Linked DNA regions of Ctenopharyngodon idella: region 2 is linked to region 1. A link is a contact called in public Hi-C data. All regions are on one chromosome and are shown on one strand. Each heading gives the region's core, a stretch centred on a gene start, on an enhancer-like site or on the middle of the called end of the contact. The rest is flanking DNA. Distances are from core to core; before and after follow the strand shown.

What was found. Hi-C and Micro-C count contacts between places; a contact is called where the count stands out from the background.
Region 2: a Hi-C map of muscle shows a contact between it and region 1, with 3 times the contacts expected there. The contact joins the promoter of slc49a4 here to the promoter of sema5ba in region 1. A contact is called at or near these places in 2 of 2 Hi-C or Micro-C datasets (both in muscle).

What each region holds. Positions count from the first base shown.
Region 1 is chr9:15,516,522-15,521,225 of HZGC01, forward strand. It overlaps sema5ba (sema domain, seven thrombospondin repeats (type 1 and type 1-like), transmembrane domain (TM) and short cytoplasmic domain, (semaphorin) 5Ba), which reads left to right and starts at 1,752. Exons shown (of 23, transcript XM_051906160.1): 1 at 1,752-1,914.
Region 2 is chr9:15,717,249-15,721,799 of HZGC01, forward strand. slc49a4 (solute carrier family 49 member 4) reads right to left here and starts at 2,376. Exons shown (of 9, transcript XM_051904923.1): 1 at 1,938-2,376. The coding sequence starts at 2,235. hspbap1 (hspb associated protein 1) reads left to right here and starts at 2,407. Exons shown (of 8, transcript XM_051904927.1): 1 at 2,407-2,555; 2 at 2,916-3,097; 3 at 4,264-4,448. The coding sequence starts at 2,917.

The DNA.
Region 1 (4,704 bases), core at 502-3,001:
AATCCATTGTATTTTTAGGGCTTGCATTTTTATGGGCTGAAATTCAACATGGTTGTATATTTAAGCAGTGAATATTTCAATTCAAAACAGTTCACAACCATTTTCATTGTTAAAAATTCAATAATCCATATTCACCTTTCAGATTTCACTTCCAAAATATTCATTCTGTTTAAAAATACAGCCTATAATATTCAGCAGGCAATTTTCTGTCCATTTTATTTTGCGGCCACAAATTCAGCAGTTCAAATTTCAACATTTCACATCCGGGAACTGCAGGAAAAGCAGTAAAGTACCGAGCATAATCTCCATCTGCTGTTAAGCCCTAAAAATACAATGTCAAGCCCTAAAAATACAATGAATTAAAACGTAAGTAGGGTTAATGCGATGCATTTTTTTTTTCAAGTAGTGCAATTCAAGATTTCAACTGGTACCTTAGCATTTTATTAGCAGCCTAATAAGAATTAACAGTTGGAAATATCAGTTTTATATTTTATAATATATTTGAAGATCAAATATATAGATATGGAAAAAAAAATGTTCCAAAATAGTTCCTCAGTGTTGCTATTTAATGAATATAGGCCCTAATAATAAGTATTTTCTTATGTTTTCATGCCTCTACTTAAGGAAGGCTTTAAATAATAGGCCTACACTAATAATTATCATATCATATTTGAAATGATCATGCTGCGTCAGACACGCTGTAGTGCCACCACCTGGATGTGACAGTGGTACCACACGTCTTGACTCTTGATTGTATTGAATCACCTCCCTCATCACATCCACAGCTGCTTAATGCATATTGCAGCTTGCAGTGTTTGGGCGTGTAACGTATTTTCACAGTGTGCAGTAATGTGACAGCTCTCAAAAATGAAAGCAACTTTCAAGAGTCAAGCCAATAGATTTACACATGGTGTTTTCTTTGCATCATTTATTTATAAAAACATAAATTTAAAGGTAATATTGGCCTATCTATTATGTTGGCTACTCTATAAATGCTATTCACCTTCACTAAATACACATAGAGTAAGATTATATAATTATGACTTAATTCTTTCTTATACTGTAACTATCTCTACCTTACATCTATAATCTGTGTATTTTATGCCAAATACATCAACTGAATAAATTAGACCTACTTGCCCCATATTTTCAAATTTTCTGTCATTTTCAGTGAATTTTTGCTCTTAAGTAGACATTTTTACTAATAAAACGTTAATAGGTCTACTGTGTATTTGGTACCGTTGTATGTGTTTTTGAACATCTTTGATAATTTCTTGAAATGGCTTGCAATAGCCTTTACCATGTAAACACCGTGGTATATGAATATGGTAATCGTGTACCATGATATAAAAATATCATGCCTATTCCCATATGACATGGTACCACAGTACATCTTTGTCAGGGTTTTTTGATTGCACCACACCAAAACTAAGACATGATGATATGACACATTGCTACTTTTGGCAACATTGTGCAATTCAAACAGTTAATTAATTGCCATGGTACCTCACTGATTCTAGGGACAGACTATCCAGGCTGAATATGGGGGTGTTGCTGAATCCCAAAAGACAATGTCTTTTTTGATTATTTGAAACAGGATAACAACGTTTCTAATACAGAAAAGTATTTAGAAAGCAAAATGAGAGCTTCATCAGCTATTGCAGCCACCGAGCCAAACATTTGAGGTGGAGCTTCATAACAGAGTTTGCACCCCTATTCGTTTGAATTGCAGCTGTCCTTCTGTAGTAGCCTCCTCTTTCCAGCACAGCGCAGTAAAGCAGCTGCAGGTCGATCGGTGGAAGTCATTCACAGAAAAGGGATACTGCACAGGAGACCTACGCAAAGCGGAGATTGCGGTTTATGCGTTGCGTTTTACGTACGATAGAGTTTACTTCAGAGGAAGGACATCAGAAGGTAAAAACACTCTCTTAGATATCATTACCTCACCTTTACATGTAGTTATTTATAGAAACCGCCTCTAGTGTTCTTGGAGTAGGATGATACTGTGAAGTACTTTTAGAACTTCTGCGGTCCAGTTCTGTGGTCAGATTTTACTGACTATCAACATTTCAGCGAATCTCTGATTTCTTTTAATTTGTGAACATAAACATGGCCTATATGCCTAATATAATTACATTCATTTATTTATTTATTTATTTTTTTTACAAATTTAAATAATTGTCAAATTTCAATGTAGCCTATGTTTATTTTTTAATATTTGCCAGTGGATTCGCATGAACGAGTATAGGAACATTTTTTTTTTTTTTTTGGTAATATTGCTTTTTTAATTATTGTAGACTCCTTATCTAATAAAAATGGATATTGGCAGATTTTCTCTCTTTATGGTGATAAAACAACCCTCATTGGGAATGTCATGTCGTGTAAACAGTGTTTTCCTCTCATTTTATTAAAGAACATGAATGTTTTATATGAACAGGATTCAGTAGAGTATTCCTTTATCCTGACAAGGAATTTACTCGCTGCTCACGTTCTGTTCAAGATCCGAGGAATTTTGCTTTGGAATCGAAACGTTCGCCCTCTCAAGCTCCCAGTAAAATACGCTATATTTCACTCTCTTTACCATCCTTTGGCATTTGAGGGGTTTTCCTCGTGCATATTTTCTTACTTTTCACCGAGAATATCTACTTTTGCACAGAATGTGCGAATAAGCCTCTCAGAAAAGGTGGAGGGAAGGATTTATCATCTCTCGGGTACCTATAGTAGGCTATATCTTAGTGTTTTCGAGCAACTTTATAAGCGTTAACAGAAAAGCTATTCATATTTCTTTTATTATTTGAATACAGAAACCGGTATTTGGCTTTTTTCAGTCAGTATTTTTGAGTGAATGATAGGCTACTGTCACTCAGCTGTCATATGTGAATGATGTGCAATGATGTTATTTAGAAAGGAAGAGAAGACTTTTTTGTAATACAACCTATATTTTTTCATAGGCACATATAACAGCAACAGTAAAGTTTCTTTTCTTTCTATAACTTAAGCTCGCTTTACAACACAAAAACAAAGGCGCCAATGCCGAAAAACAGGTAGTCTCCAATAAAAAAGGTTATGAGAAAAAGTAGCCTACTTGAAAACGAGTACGTACTATGGCCATCAATGAGAACAAGCTACCTAAACATTACAATGAATCATCTAATGACAGTTTACTGATATTTTAGGTAATGAAGGTTGGCGCTGAACCGATTATTGTTGGCGATATCTGCAGACATAACATTTCTAGTTTATGATCTGCCTGGCACTTAATTTGTCAGCCGCGCGCATTTTCATAATGAGCTAAATCTGTGCCTTGGCTTTGTTACACTCAGTGGCTCAATTTTCAATTTCCTCAAAATGTAAAAACCCAGCTGTTTTAAAACGTGCTTTCATTTTCTTTGCTTTTTTCACTATCGTTTGAATTGAAACAATTGAGTTTGGTTCAAATGATGTTCAAGTTCTCTTTACGAACCGGAGAGCAGGTGTATAAAACAAATAGCACTGGTCAAAAACGGTAGGGGGCAGTGTCGAGTCTTGTAGCCAAAGTACACTCTGATAGAGATGGCTGATAGTACACAAACGCCGATGCTAGAGAGGGAGAATCACCTGTTGGCCTTGCACAATTTAAATCAGAGCTGCTAAATCCTGGAGATCTACTTTCCTTCGGAGATTGAACTGCAATCAAACATACAAGCAACTAATCAGTCTTTTTTGGTTCATCCTAGGGTAACAACAACAATTTTGTTGAAAACTATGTACTGTAATGAAAAGCAAATGATTGAGCAGTCCAAATCTTTTCACATTGTAGGCTAAGTAGGAATAAATGATAGATGCATTTGATGCTCTTTTAAGCTAAAATCAAAGAGTTTTTTATTGATCAAGTTGTGCAAGGTCGCATGCTCTCCTAGGACAGACAACATCAAGATTTGATGTAAGATCCTGTGCAGCACATTAGTTTGGAAAATGCTTCAATAACCTTTTACTGGAAAATTATATGCATAAACTACTAAGACTAGTCTTACAAGTTAGTCATCAAATATTTCTCTTCAAGACTCTTCATAACTTTATGTCAGTTACATAAAAACCTAGATTGGTCTAATTTGATACCGAAAAGTAAGACTGATTACACCTAACTAACTGCTAGTTGCTCAAATTAGTCCTTAAAGGGTTTGTTCACCCAAAAATGAAAATTGTCATTAATCACTCACCCTCATGTCATTCCAAACCCATAAGACATTCATTCTTCTTCAGAACGCAAATCTTTTTGATGAAATCTGAGAGCTTTCTGTCCCTCCATAGACAGCCTTCTATGCAATTGAAACTTTGATGCTTTAAAAAGTTTGTTCTGAAGATGAATGAAAGTCTTATGGGTGTGGAACGACATGAGGGTGGGTAATTAATGACAGAATTTTCATTTTTGGGTGAAATAACCCTTTAAGACACAGTCTTAACATAATGGCTATGTTCATGCAACTGGCCTGGTATAGTATTCTCTAAAAAATCTTTTGCTTTGGTTTAGAAAGGAAAACCTGTGCAGATTAAATTTCTGTTTTTAATCCTTGATTGTGTTAGAGTAAAAAAATCATATGATATTTCCCAATTATTATAACTTGAGACCCCATTGTCTCTCCTTTAAAGTGAGAATAAATGGTTTAGTACGGAGCCCCGGACATGACATGCAGGAAAAAAATAGTAGGCTAAATCGTGCGCACG
Region 2 (4,551 bases), core at 1,126-3,625, 200 kb after region 1:
TAATAAACAGAACTGGAGCGTCGCCTAGCTGTATAAGCTAATGAATGAGGTGTAAACACGGGGAAACTGAAAGCTGAAGACATTTGTTTGACATTATCAAGTCTTTGAGATGTTTGAAAATGCACCTTATTTTCAGGTAAGATAAGTGAAAGGCAGTGGGAAAGTTTTAAAAACATAAGCTTTCTGTTCTGTTTGACCAAACGCTCCTTTCCAAATGCAAACCATGTGAGTGTTATTTGAGGAAGGCTCAAAAATGTCATTTTCAAGGCTCAAAACGGATTCCTCAAACAATGATTCTTGTCTTAAAGGGACAGTTCACTCAACATTATTTACTCCCTTTCATGTCCTTTGAAACCAGAATGCTGTTATTTTTTTTATATGAAACGTAATCTTTATGTAACTATTACCATATAAGGATAAGTCATACATGTAATAAACACCATAAATGTTCTCTATATATAACATCTGAAGTCATACGATAACTTATTGTCCTGTAAAATCGATTTATCGTGATGAATCGATTTTACAGCACTACGATAATCTTGTGTGAGGAAAAGATTGAAATTAAAGCCTTTATTAGCCTTGTTCTCCACAGAAGTTCTTATTCCGAACACATGGTGTAAGTACTTGTTCTTAGAGGTTTTCTGTCTTTTTTGTCAATAACAGCTTTGGAAGGCTAAAGTCATTGACCGAAACGGTTTGCTCTTCATCAATGATGTGTTTTGACAGTGTCAGCATCTATTTTTTTCACAACATGGATAAGTTACAAAAGATGTATGCGCCAGCAGCGTGGATGCACTTCACTGTGACCAAGAATGATGATAGCTAGAGTAGCAGCAATATGTGAAATTTGTTTAACTGAAATATCGAAAATTTTTATTTTACAACGACTGGTTTATTACCTATGAACACAACACACAGAACAGCATACCGATTTGAAATACCCAATTACCCAAATGTAATTTAGCGGTTTCAGTTTTTGGTTAAATTAAAGCTACAATGTTCATTTTTGGTTGAGCTCAGTATTTATTATATGTGGTCCTTCAGATGGTTCCTGAACCAATTTAAGCTTTGGTTTAGAATACATAATTTGAATGTGTACAAATAACAGAAACAAAGGTTCAATATTTGCCTATATCTCTAATGGCAAACAGGGGCTCCCCTCAAAATACCTTATTTGAAATGTATGAAATATCAGAAAAAGGAACTGAGATTCTATAATGTAAAGTTTCCTTAAAAATAACCAAACAATACGAAGAATATAAGAACATGATAGGACATAATAAACATCAATTTTACCATTATATATATTCTTTATGTCTGTTTCACATGGCTGTTGTTTCGTCTGTACTTTCCTCAACTTAGAAACTCATTAAAATGGCATGGGAAGTATGAATTTGAAAACTGCATCTACTGACGCCGGGCTTACATAATGACTTGTGTCATATGATGTTAGAGAACTGGTTTTGTGGCCTAACATGTGATGAACTACCTTTTAAAGATTATCATTTTTATTTCACATGAGGTAATGAGTCCTTCTGTGTGGTGTGGTGTGATATTCAAAATAAGATATTCAAAAGGTACATGGCTTCAACACATTTGTCAGAAAGAACACAATGACATATAAAGAGGGCAGTTGTATAAAATGATTAGGAGTCAAAGTGGACAACAAGCATAAAAGAGATATAAACAATTGCACAGACATCTCAGTTTGTTAAAACATTCATTTGTGCATACATTACACATTTAAATTATGAAATTGGCTATGGTTATTTACTAAAACACCTTAATATGTATATCATCGGTTATGTGGAATTAGTGATCCCTCACAATAAATAAATCGGTCTAAATACTGCCACATATATTTATCTTTCATCATTTGTTTGTATTTACAGAAACTGTTGCCATGGCACTAAACTAAAAGCAAAACAACTCACCTTTCTTATCCATCAACCACATAAACAGCAGCCAGGGCAGGTAGCCCACTGGACCCCACAGCACAAGCACCGCGATATCTGTCGATGAGAACTCGAACACATGTTTGGCTGAGTTCTGGATCGGGCCCCAGGTGTTCCACACCATTCCTTGCATAAAACCCAACAAGGAAAACATGGTGAGAACAAACCATCTTCTCCCATACACCCTGCTGAACACAGGCTGTGTGGTGTTTGTCGCCGGCTGGGCTGGAACCAGCAAAGGTTCCCTTTCCCCTTCGGTGCTTTCCACGGCACCCATTGAACAGACGTGGTATCACGTTTTAAAAAGTCTTTATACTATTCAGCAACGTCTATAACATGACACATTAAAAACCAGGGCAGTCACGCAATTGCCAGTTGCCCATCGAAACAAAAACAACCGATGACACTCTCAGCTGCGCTCCAAACTTTAATGCGCATGCGCTGCGTCGAGACGGAATTGACGTACTGTGTGAAACTGAACGTCTTTGTTCTCCATTTTGGATCATGTACTATACTAAGTAAAAGGAGACTTCAGCTCTTCTATGGAGCCAACATGGCCGTTGTTTCGTTTCCCATGTGTTGTGAGGAAACACAGTGGTACGTCTCACGTGAGTTTTGTTTACTTGCTGGAAAAGGGAATTTAGGTGAGCTTAGCTTACATGTGTGTAGATGCAAAAATGTAACTATTATGCAGATGCTGCACATGCAGTGGCTATGTGTTTTTACATTTTAATATGAACATGTAAGTTCTATTGATAGTTGTCACCATATTAGCTGCCAAGGTTTGACTTAGAAATGGTTCAGTAGGAATAAATCACTTAGTAAGTGATTGTGATATATGTTCATTGGAGTGGTTTAAAGTTAAACCCCTAGATTTATCTAAAAGATTACTGAATATGTGTTGTATAAGACAAAATCTACTTATCCTAATCATTCTCATCTTATGCTTTTCTGTAGAATGGCTTCGAAACCTTTCACCCCAGAAGAGGCGAGGAGGATTGTCCAGTTTCTACAGAAACCTGCTGTGTTCCTGAACATGACCAAAGACTGGCCAGCATTACATTGGACTGTGGAGCACCTGTCAACTTGCCTTACAGAGAGGGTACGGTTCCGTATTGGGAAAAGGAATGAGGATATGGGTAAGCCATAAACATTAAAAAGCAAGATCATAAGAGCGAAATAACTGCAGTTGTCCACAGTATCATTTTTAAGCATAATCCGGACATTAATTTATCTAAATTTAAATGACGTGTAGGTTTGTTAAAAGAGGGTTGGACCTAAACTCAGAAAGGTAGAGTTCCAGGAATAGGACTAGGTACCCCAAGCACCATTATAATGTTGTCTAGTTACTTGCGAAGAGACAACACCCATGTAATATCCTACGTCTTTCTCAAGAGTATTCCTCCCCTTTGTTTTATCTATCAAATTAGGTGAGGTAGACAACTGTCTTGAGAAATGACACACTATGTCACCTGTGTTCAATTTGAATCCACCTGTGTTCAGTATTTTTATTGCACAATAATAAATTAAAAATGCTCGCCTTCCATTTGGAAGAAATTAAAATGTTTGAGTTATGTGTTATGGTGTTATTGACAGGAATAAAGTAACTGTGGGACAATTTTCAGGTGTAACAGAAACTAAATGTGAAACATGTCCTTTGAGAGTGTAAATAATTTATGAAGGTGGTGTAAATGGCTTTTTTTTTTTTTTTTTTAGAATACTTTATTAGTAACATACGCCATGTACACTGCAATGTCAACATAAAACACATTTGTTTCTGTAAGAAGATGCAGTTTAACAGACTTTATTTGAAGAAAACTTTAATTCGAGGTTAATTTGTGGATTTAAAAAAACAGCAATAGTAAGCCTGCAGAAACTTACGGCAACAATGGAGGCTTTGCCATTACAGGTCTTTGGCACTTCTAGCAAATAGTTATGGCAAACCAGTGGCAATGATGGACAATCCATCAGAGCTGTTAGACTTTTTACTGAAGTGAAATGTAAATATGGGAAGTGAACACGAAATGTCAAGCAGTGGCAGACTATAGTGTGACAACACTATAGTTCTAAAATTATTTTAAGCAGCAATTTTCAGTTCAAATCAAATCAAGAAAACTGATATGAAAAGTAAACCATTTCAATATTTAAGTTGCCTCTTACCAAATGCAGTTAATTTGCCTAAAATAATTTACATTATCAAAGACTTTTCCAGTTTGTGAATTTTGAATAAACCCACTTGGAAAGTCTCTGTGGTCTCTTTCTCTGATAATCTATTCATTAATTACTTTGTTTCACTTTGCACCAGCTCCTCTTTTTGAAACCGAGTGCTCCTACATTGAAGCAACTGTTAAAGAGTTTCTGTCCTGGACTCTCAATGAGGGTGAATCACTTGTTGGGCCATTTTCTGACTACCACTACAAGGAATTCTGGGCTTATGCTGATTACAAGTACATTGCCCAGCTTTTTCAGGACAAACCTGCCATCTTTCAGGTAAACCTTCCATTGCTTTACTTAAAAAAAAGGCAATCAGTTTGTATTCATATTTTTCAAATATTTAATACTACTAATACTATATTATTACAATTATTATTAT